Regions from separate parts of the Zea mays genome. Here region 1 is linked to region 2. A link is a contact called in public Hi-C data. All regions are on one chromosome and are shown on one strand. The core of a region is the stretch at or near the end of the contact, and the rest is flanking DNA. Distances in the headings are between cores, read along the strand shown.

Region 1 (5,429 bases), core at 1,226-3,725, 400 kb after region 2:
CTCTGTTTCCTTGAACGTGTGAATCTCTTTCCTTCCCAAATTTCTCCATTGATAAAAGGTGGAAATCGGCAGTGCCCTCACCAGCTATAAATGGAGCCACACTGATCTCCCTTTCTATCTGTTCTCCCTCTTTTCTCAGGTAATTGTGTTGAATTTGTGATCTATCAGAGTACGAATCCCACACACGTTGAATGGTGGTTATCTATTTGATGTTTCTTGTGTTTTTATTCCCTTAACTACGCGAGACATCAGTGCTTACATGCTCTGGGTTTCTTTCATTAAGAATATCGCAATATAATTCTAACTATTGAGTTTTGGCTTACTCTGGGGCACATATTGTAGTCGCTGGTGCCTACTACTGATCACGCATATCTGGGCCAGGTTTACCCACGTCGCCGTCTAAGAAATAACACACAAAGGGATTCACTACCGCAACACTGACATTCCTCTATGCGTTATTTATAATAATATTTGGGTCGAAATATTTATAATAATATTACGTATTTATATTGTTATGTATCTATGTTTAATCACGGATTTTGTCGTCATTATTGTAATCACGTTCCGTGGCATCGCACGGGCACGTACCTAGTATACTTATATGGCTATATTTAGAAAACGAAGAAGAAATCGAAGTGACCGAAGAGAAGACACCACCACCTTCGGAATATCAGGCCGGGAATTGTTTCTACTTCGATATCTGCGGGTCCGAGCCTGACTCACCTACTAACGAAGGCAAGCTCTGGTGCATTTGCCACCTTCCTTGATGTTTTTAAAATCTTTCTCACTTGATTGATGCATTAGGTGATAGGAGTTGAATGCTTAAACAATTCCTGCATTACCTTCCTTGAAACCCTGTTTTTACAAAAAGGTTTTTCTATGCTTAGTATTGCTTTAGAAAAACAAAAGGATTTGTTTTACAAAAGATGATTGGCAAAGTGGGAGGGTTGTTTTCAAAAATAAAACTTGATGGTGGATCCATCATGGTCGTGATGGGTTCAACATCGGAAAAGATGTACCTCTGCCAGGTACCAAGTTTTTGGGTTGAAATGATTAAGCTGAGACCGGGCGGGTGACTTGCACGAGAAAGGAGTCTTGGTGTAGTGTCTCCGTCTGAGTCGATTAAGGACCGTGTCGATGTAGGCTTGATGACCGAGGACCCTTTAACTGGTCACATGCCTCGTCATGGGTAAGCCTTGCCTCGGGCAGACTAAGGCCAGAATAAGATAACACGAAATGGGCGTGGAGCGGTGGCGGGAGTAGCGTGTACCCTCCGTGGCAAGAGGCTGGACGGTGGTGTATCTGTGCTCTCAGTTTGCGTGAACCTGATCTGGTCTTAAGAACCCCGGTGGCGGGTTGACATATGCAAGGGTTAAGTGCTACATATGTCGTGTGATTGGAGATCCTCAGCTGAGTATAATCGATTCGGATCGCCGTACCTTCGCGGTTATGAAGACTTGGTCACTGACTTACACGTAGCAATCCACTAAAGATGATGGTTTGTTAAGAAATTGGCTAATGCAGGACAAGTGATTGAACTAGGGTAGAAAAAACTCTAGTTGCAGGTAATTTTACTTAACCTGACAAATAAAACTGGATTTTTAAGGATCCACTTTAGTAATCATTTCTACAAAACAGAGTCTTTGATTATTGAAAGTCTTACCTTGACTCCCTTATAACCAGCATACCCTTGAGAGTCTTTTCTTTAGTCGGGTAAGACTTGCTGAGTAATTCCATACTCAGGGTTTATTCCCCCGTTGTTTTTAGGTGAGGAAGCGACAAATTTTTGTTGCTTCTGCTCTAAGATGGTGCCAAAAGAAGAACGCAAGGAATGAAGTGCGGGAGGAAAGGATCCTCCATATAGAACTTTTATATAAGAACTTATCGGGAGGAGTTTTTACCTCCCTTGGTATGTGTAATAATATTACTCTGCACTCATACGATAACTCTGGTCTGTAATAAGTAACTTGATCTTACTTTCTAAATAAATGTAAGTTTATGTAATCGCTTCCGCATTTCTATATCTCCGATGTTCTGTAATGTCTGCAAGACGGGTGAAACGTTCCTGGAAAGGTAAGAAAGAAGATACCGAGCTTGTCGAGTGATTCAGGAACATCTACAGGGTTGTCTGATGTCTATTGGACAAGTACAGCTGTAGGTGAACCTAATTACTTTGGAGGTTCCGTCACACTCTGCCTCTCTCTGTCTGAATAAAGCTCGCTCGATATGAAATATAGCCCAGCCCAGTCCTTTCTCTCTAGTACGCAAGAGACCCAACATTTACGACCCACACCGATTAGGCCCGTTCTTTTCGCGGCCCATTTGAGAGAGACGCTCACCACTCACGCGGCACACCGCACACGCTGGTCCTAATTCTGACCGTTGCAACTCCAAAATCCAAATCTGCCGCCCGGTTTCATAGCCACCTCCAACGTCTCCTTCGCCGGCGCTCATCCCCCCTACACATCCCCCTCCCCGTTCTTCTCCAAGGCTTCAAACTCGCAGAGATTCGCAGTCTGCACTACGTCTCCTTGACCTCAGCAGCGGCCACACAGCCACGCGCACCGAGAGAAGAGAGATTCCCCACGGCATGGCGGCGGCGGACGGGGACGCCTTGATCGCGGCGTTTGCGGTGTCCAAGGGCGGCATCGTGCTCAAGCACATTTTCCTCAACGCACCACCGCCGGAGGCGATGTGCGGGTCCGGCGGAAGAGAAGTGGAGAGTGATGAGGAGGACCCGCCGGTGATGGTGGGTCGGCACCCCGACTGCCACGTGCTCGTCGACCACCCCAGCGTCAGCCGCTTCCACCTCGAGCTACGGTGCCGACGTCGACAGAGTCTCATCACCGTCACCGACCTCCACTCCGGTGAGACGCCAGCCTCTGTTACCTTTTCCCCTTCCTCTGCATCCTCGTAATGTGTTCGTGATAGCGGCGCTAACAGGATTGGTCCGATCCCGCGGACTGATCTGGCCTGTTAGTCTACATTTCAATTGATTCGTGCTCGTTCAACTGTGGCGTATTCTATTTAGGGATTTCACTAGAACTTCAATGCGTTGTTGGACTTGGATCATCTCCAGACGGGATCAATGCTGCCTTCATCATTGCGGATTTGGGATCAGATTTTTTCCCCCATCGAAATTTCCTACAGAGTGTCGCAGTCTTCTAATTTTCGACTGAAACGATGTAGTGTCTCAGTCTTCTGTTTTTGGATTGAAATGACGTGGAAGTTAACTCGGCGTTTCCCATTCCTGGGGGTCTTCATTGATGCAGTGCACGGGACATGGGTTTCGGGGCGACGGATCCCACCCAACACGCCAGTGGATCTCGCTACCGGTGACACGCTGCGGCTCGGGGCCTCTAAGAGGGAGTATAAGCTGCTCTGGCTGTCGCTTCGTGAGGCATTTGAGATGGACGATCTGATGTATATGCCATCGCTGCCTGAGGAGGACAAAGAGGAGCCATATGTTAAGGTAGCAACTATCTAATTCTCGTTTATATGCTCGTAGAATAAGTTTCTATGTTGTTTTGGCACTCGGTGCCGTTTCTTTGTGGTTTAGTGTTTGATGAAATGCGCAGGAACCAAGCAGCAAGTTATTGCCTGGGCACAGGGATTCAGTGAACATGGAGACCCATCAGGTTTGTTCACAGCAAACCAGTATTACTGACTACTGGAAACATTCTATGAAATGCTTATCAGTATCTTTAGAGCTGCAATCCATGTTTATTGACTTCATAGCCTGAAACTGCAAAGTGGCAACTGATGTAGTTTTTATTTTTATTTTTTTCGTATTAGTATGTTATGTATGATCTTCTTTGCATCTAAGAAAATGGATCTGCTAGGTTGCAAAATCAAAGGCAGCAACGCGAATTGCCTCAATTCTTTCCAGTTTTTGATGTGTTGATTATAGTTACTCCACTGTAGTAATCCTTGTATGCTTGTTCTATGAATATATATAACGTCTTATTTTCCTACATGCCACTTCAAGTAGATCTGCCCTGTTAATCGCTACTGATCAATCAACATTCTCTTCTTAGTTTTTTACTGCATTGATGATCCCATTTGACTGTATCCAGCAGTTGCCTAATTCCTATGAATATCATCATATTTTTGTCATGCCTTGTGAATGCTGCATGCCTGCCTTGTGCCAAACTTGATTGAAAATAATTATGTTGCCTAAATGAAATTTGTCATGCTGTACTGCTAGATTTGTTATTATTTGGGCACTTCATGCCAGTCAAAATACATTGTGCATGTCCGTAGAGTCATAGAATAAGTGCGAACCTCTATTTGATACATATTATTTTCTATGCTCCTGATTCTATTGTGCTAAGTTAAATTTATCTGAAATGACATACTATTTATTTGTTTATGGGTGAGGTAGGGATTCGGGTGTTTTCTTGACCTGCTTGAGATTTTCTTCTTGATGCAATACCTTGGGGTTGTCATATCCCCACAGATCGAGTTTTTTACATTCTATTTGTTTGTTTGCTTAGTTTGACAAATGATTTTTTTAAAAAAAAGCCTAGGGTGGTTTACCCCAGAGTTTTTTTTCCTTAGCTTAACAAAAGATTTTTTATGGTAGGTGTGTGTAATTTTCAGCTTGTGTAAAGCAAACATTTTTGCACATGTGAATTCATTTGGCTGCTTCTATGAATGTTGTATTTCACAAGTTAAACACAGTTCTTGCATTTATTTTGTATGTTGAAGTCAGAGCATATCAACACTTAAATGTGCTATCCTTTGCATATGACCAAATTTTGTGACCTTAATTTTGTGTAACCAAGTCAACTATAAATTGCATCAGCACAAACTATGTGATCAGCTATTCAGCTGACAATATATATCCAATATCCAATTCCACTTGTAAAATTCATCTATGCTCAAGTTAGCTAATAGCATTGGTTTACAGTTTAACATGTATGTCAGTTTTTTTTTTAATTTTCAATAGTTTTAGGTGTTACTGTTTGTTTCATGTCTAAAGTTGTTTACACGAGTTATATTGCTGTTGTTTTCTTACTTTTTATCGTATAGACTTTCAGCTTTGGATCCATTTTCTGGAAATGATTGCTAACTGTCTGATCTAATATCCAGGATACAAGTGAACAAATTGTGTCTGAAGACATTGCATTTCCAGCCAAAGTGGCCCCCTCAGCACCTCCATTGTCTGAGTTCCTTCAACCTTTTTTTGTGGAAGAGCATTCACTTTCCCAATTTCATGAGAAAAGAAACGGAGTGACAGAGGAAAAGTTGGTCGACAAGAATCAAATTTCAGAATCTTTTGGTTCGTTGATCATACAGGAAATGCCAGGCACACTGACAAATGCTGGAAAATCAATCCAGTCAGGCGAGCAGGAGGATGCCTCAAACAAAGTGTCCAAGAGGTCCAAGTTGAAGTCAGTCAAATCACTTCGTGTTGACACAGGCAG
Region 2 (5,503 bases), core at 454-2,953:
CGGTGCTCCGCTGCACTCAGGAATTTAGTAGAGAATTGCGACTGATCATTCACAGAGCACGGGGGGAATTTGACACCTCAATCCCGAATTGGCTAAGTTTGTGGCAAACATAGGAATAGTTCTTTCTTTTCCTTTTTCTCTTCTTTTTATTGATTGTAAAAGTACCAGGTTCTAACCTTTACTTTTCGCTTTCTAATAAAATGCGCAGTAGGGGTTCCCCCCTCCTGATCCTTCAAAAAAAAAACAATTGCAGTAGGTTAAATTCTGGAAATAGCTTAACAATTCCATCCCGTGCGTCGAAAAAGCTGGTGCTCTTTTGATTGTAGGAAACCAGATATTTCACAAGGCTAAAATTTGTTAGTTGTGTGTGAATATTACCCATGGGTAATCGGATTCAGGTTTCTGCCCGTACCCATACTCACATACCCAACGGAGAAGGAATTTCTCTCAAATCCAAACCCATGGGGATCAAAATCATTCCATAACCTAACCCTAAGGGCTAGTTTAGGAACTCTATTTTCCCACGTTATTTTTATTTTTCCCAAGTAAATTTAGTTCATTTTCTCTTAGGATAAATAGAAATCTATTGGAAAAATAGAATTGTCAAACTAGCTTTAATAGAGTAATTCCCTATAAGTTATTGGGTATCAGATCTCTATTTACACCTCTAGTGAGAGATAAAGTAGTTAAACTACGTAAAATTTAGATTTAAAACTTGGTTAGAACTCAGAAAGAGAAGAATTAACAAGTATCATGATATTAATTGAAGAAAGATGATTTAGGAGTGGTATATTTTTTACCCCTATTCTTAGTAATTGTATTGTTTAGATCCAGATTAAATTCTCCGTAAGTTAGTGGCAGATCTTGATTAATTAAAAGTACCATGGCTACGGTGACTCCGGATTCTAAAAATAAATATTTCACCCAGTCCTTTCGCTTTAGAGCAAAATTCATGGATAGCGTAATCAAACCAGTTGTCCTCTCTGGACGAAGAAAACATGTTAAAGTATTGGCCAAATTGATAGCAGACAGCAGGCCCAGCACCCACCGACTCCCTGAATGAGCGAGGACGCCTCGTAGCTGCCAATGGCCTTTACGTGCCACGTCGGATCCTGGTCAGACTCGTCGGCCGGAGCAGCCACACCCTGCGCGTGCCACCTACTCCCCCTCCTCCCGAAGCAGTGGCCGGCGACTCGGATTCAGATTTTGACCCAGGAAATTTCCTCCCAAAAAGGATTCCAAAAACTAAAATTGATGCTGTAGTACTACTACCTACCACTCTCCTTTTGGTTGTCAATGAATTTGCAGTTGTATTTTAGGAAACTACAAAATATATGAAGGACTTTCAGATCGCATCTTTAATTTTAAAGCAGATTCGATAATATCCACTCGATCAACAACAGCACATGCATTGACTGGAGTACTCTGCTGCATATCTGTTAGTCCGATCTGTGAATGTTCCTGCCGGTGAAGAAACATGCTCTGTGAATGTTCTCGCTCATGGAAAGAGAGATTTTCCGTCAGTCAAATTTGTTAACCTTTAGAATTATGAATGAGATAGATGAAAAAAAAGATTAACGCATCTTATTTTAAGCAAGAGGTATTGCTTCATCGTTCCGTAGTTTCGGATGGGTCTTTTTAAGGCCCTGGCCCGAAGGTCACAATTTCTTGCCCAAAATTTTCGTAGGCTGTCCACCGCACCACCACCCTGCGCGCCGAGCGCACCCCGATCCAGATCCACCCATCCTCCCTCCGGTCTCCGGCGGGCGCCCTCCTCCACGTCCTCACGCGCCTCCGGACGCCAGTGCGCGCGCAGTGAGCATCAACATCAACCCGCCTCTTCTCTCGTCGGTAAGGACGACGGACGGACAGACGGACAGACCTGCTGCTCTTCATTTTCATTCTATTTCGGTTTCGGAGGCGGAACGGCATGAATCTGCTGTATTGTTCGTTGGCCACTACCACGAACCGTCCCTGAACTCCAGAAATCCCTCCTCCGTAGGACCGGCGCGCGCCAGGTGGCGGCGGAGGCGGCAGGCATGAAGCGGGTGTCGTCGCACGTCTCGCTCGCCTCCGAGGCGGAGATCAACCTCGACCTGTCGCGCCTCGTCATCGACAAGCCCAGGTTCACGCTGGAGCGGAAGCGCTCCTTCGACGAGCAGTCGTGGAGCGAGCTCTCCCACCGCCAGAACGACGGCTTCGACAGCGTGCTTCAGTCGCCGGCATTCCCGTCCGGCGGCTTCGACTCGCCCTTCTCCGTCGGCACGCACTTCGGCGGCCCGCACCCGCTCGTCAACGAGGCCTGGGAGGCGCTCAGGAAATCGGTCGTCTACTTCCGGGAACAGCCCGTCGGCACCATTGCTGCCGTCGATCATGCGTCGGAGGAAGTGCTCAACTATGATCAGGTAAATTATTGAATGCGAATCGGGCTTCACTGAACATCAAATTTGTGGAAACAGAGGAACCTTTTTGTTTGTTCTGTTTATGAACGCTGGAATATTAGTGCTTACCTAGTTATTTCCATTGCTCAGTGTATATACTCGTTTCAGGCTATAATTTGATACATGTATCATAATCAATGAATACTATACTTCCATTGTTTTTACTAGCACTTGCAACAAGATTTCAATTTCTGTTCTGTATTTTCTAAGATTACGTGATAAAAAATGTGTTCCGGTAATATGTAACCGTGGAACATTAGCAGTATGGTCTGTAACTGGATTTTTCCTGTTTTTCTATTTCTGGTTACTTCTTAAAGAATTAAGTCTGATGGCGTGCTAAGATTGATTGCTCCCTTATTATTAATTATTTCAGGTTTTTGTGAGGGATTTCGTTCCGAGCGCATTGGCTTTTCTAATGAACAATGAGACTGACATAGTGAAGAATTTTCTCTTGAAAACTCTTCACCTTCAGAGCTCTGAGAAAATGGTAGACCGATTCAAGCTTGGAGCAGGAGCGATGCCAGCAAGTTTCAAGGTGGACCGTAATAAAAACAGAAACACTGAAACCTTAGTCGCTGATTTTGGTGAGAGTGCAATCGGTAGGGTGGCACCGGTTGACTCTGGATTTTGGTGGATCATTCTCCTTCGGGCATATACAAAGTACACCGGAGATGTTAGTTTGTCAGAATCACCTGAATGCCAGAAGTGCATGAGGTTGATACTGAATCTCTGCTTATCTGAAGGATTTGATACTTTTCCAACTCTGCTCTGCACAGATGGCTGCTCAATGATTGATCGTCGAATGGTAGCATCACTTCACCTTTGATCTAATTCATATTTAGATGCATATCTGTAGAAGTAGTACATATCAGCTGAGGTGGCAATAGGATTGGCAGGTTCTGCATGTTCTTCCATAATGAAGGAGCATCCCTGTCTCCTAATTTTCTACTCTACTTTTTAAGTTTTTATGGTAGTCTTACAGCTGCACAAATTCTCATACTACTTGCAACCAAATTTTAATGGCAATCTTGTATAGCCTTTCGGTACCTTGGAGGCAAGAAACACAGTTTTTGCAGAAGTACAAACAGATAATACTGGTAGAAAGTGACAATCTGTAGTATGCCCCTACAAGTTCTCTTGTTGCTTGTTCTACTTTTGAATTACATATTGATTTTAAATGAAGTTTCCTTTTTTATTAATTCTAAATGAAGCTTCCCACCATTGCATGATCGTAATTTCTTCAATTTTCAGGGTATATATGGTTATCCCATTGAGATTCAAGCCCTATTCTATATGGCATTAAGATGTGCTCTCCAAATGCTCAAGCCAGAGGGCGAAGGGAAGGATTTCATAGAGAAGATAGGGCAACGACTACATGCACTAACCTACCACATGAGGAATTACTTCTGGCTAGATTTTCACCAGCTGAATAACATATACAGATACAAAACAGAAGAGTATTCCCACACTGCTGTGAACAAGTTCAATGTAATTCCAGATTCCATTCCTGATTGGGTGTTTGATTTCATGCCATGTCGAGGAGGCTACTTTCTTGGCAACGTCAGCCCTGCTATGATGGATTTCCGGTGGTTTGCCCTTGGCAATTGCATTGCCATTGTATCATCTCTAGCCACCCCAGAACAGTCAGTTGCTATAATGGATCTGATCGAGGAAAAGTGGGATGAGCTAGTTGGTGAGATGCCTCTGAAGATATGCTATCCTGCTCTCGAGAATCATGAGTGGAGAATTATTACTGGATGTGACCCCAAAAACACCCGGTGGAGTTACCACAATGGAGGATCTTGGCCAGGTATCGTCTCTCGTTGCAATGTGACTAAATTTTGACTTTTGGTTTGTTAGGTTTCAACTCTAGCCTACTCTAACTTGTTTGGGTCTAAATGTCTTTATTGTTGTTGTTGTTCCTGTACAAAGATTGCAAGTTAATTCATCATAAATTGTTGGAAATAGGAAAGGTTTAAACTAAAATCCATTCTGAAATTGACAAATGGAATTCTCCATGTGCTCCACCTAAAAAATTTTGTTTGGTTTAACAATCCTTGATAACCATGTCGTCTTCCGTAAGATCCTTTTAATTCTATAATTGGCGCTTGTATGTTAACAAGGTAGTCTGAGTATTTTTTATTTACTCTTCATATGCTTGCTTTTGCATGAGCAGGGACAGTGCTTCACTGCTTATTGACTTCTTCAGGAGTTGAGATTTAGCTCAATTACAAAGTTTATTTAATCATTGTGATGTACCTAGTTGCAACTAAAGCCAAACTCAGAACTAAAGCACAGCATAAAAAAATTGTGTTCACACTATTTTTATGTGCAGTTCTTCTGTGGCTGCTGACAGCAGCCTGCATAAAGACTGGTCGGCCACAAATGGCAAAACGTGCCATTGAGCTCGCAGAGTCAAGGCTGCTCAAGGACGGCTGGCCCGAGTATTACGATGGCAAGCTAGGAAGATTCGTTGGCAAGCAGGCCAGGAAGTTCCAGACCTGGTCCATTGCCGGTTACCTCGTCGCCCGCATGATGCTGGAGGACCCATCGACACTGATGATGATCTCCATGGAGGAGGACCGCCCTGTGAAGCCGACCATGCGGCGGTCAGCATCATGGAATGCCTGAATGCGTGGATAGTTGTTTCTGAACCAAGGAAATTCAGAATCAGCTGTTATACGGATTTGTGATTTGTTTGGACCACAAGAGTGCAGCCTGCAGCGTTGGTGTGATTTGTTGGGACCACAAAGTTCAACATTGATTATAGTTGGACTCTGTCAATTAGGACAGAGTTTGTATACCATAGAGGATCATAGGAGTTGCACAAGATTTTGCCATGCCCTTTTGGTTTGTTTCAGAACAATACTCAGGATACTGTTCAGTTGAAACCTTGATTTTGGAATAACAAATCACTGTTTATGCATACATTTCTCTTCGGCTTTAAAGGTATCTCAGATAATTCTGGAATGCCACTTTCTTTTTTTTAAAGAAATAACAAATCACTGTTTACACGCAGCAGAACATGTGGATTGGTACTATCTTAGAGCAACTCCAATCAT

What was found. Hi-C and Micro-C count contacts between places; a contact is called where the count stands out from the background.
Region 1: a Hi-C map of endosperm shows a contact between it and region 2, with 3 times the contacts expected there. The contact joins the promoter of LOC100381618 here to the promoter of LOC100272522 in region 2. A contact is called at or near these places in 2 of 25 Hi-C or Micro-C datasets (bundle sheath and endosperm).

Annotation. Positions count from the first base shown.
Region 1 is chr2:140,090,020-140,095,448 of Zm-B73-REFERENCE-NAM-5.0, forward strand. LOC100381618 reads left to right here and starts at 2,476. Exons shown (of 7, transcript NM_001361457.1): 1 at 2,476-2,867; 2 at 3,273-3,472; 3 at 3,579-3,638; 4 at 5,095-5,429. The coding sequence starts at 2,591.
Region 2 is chr2:139,688,696-139,694,198 of Zm-B73-REFERENCE-NAM-5.0, forward strand. LOC100272522 reads left to right here and starts at 1,704. Exons shown (of 5, transcript NM_001353446.1): 1 at 1,704-1,851; 2 at 2,003-2,405; 3 at 2,815-3,246; 4 at 3,693-4,251; 5 at 4,777-5,331. The coding sequence starts at 2,040. The coding sequence ends at 5,072.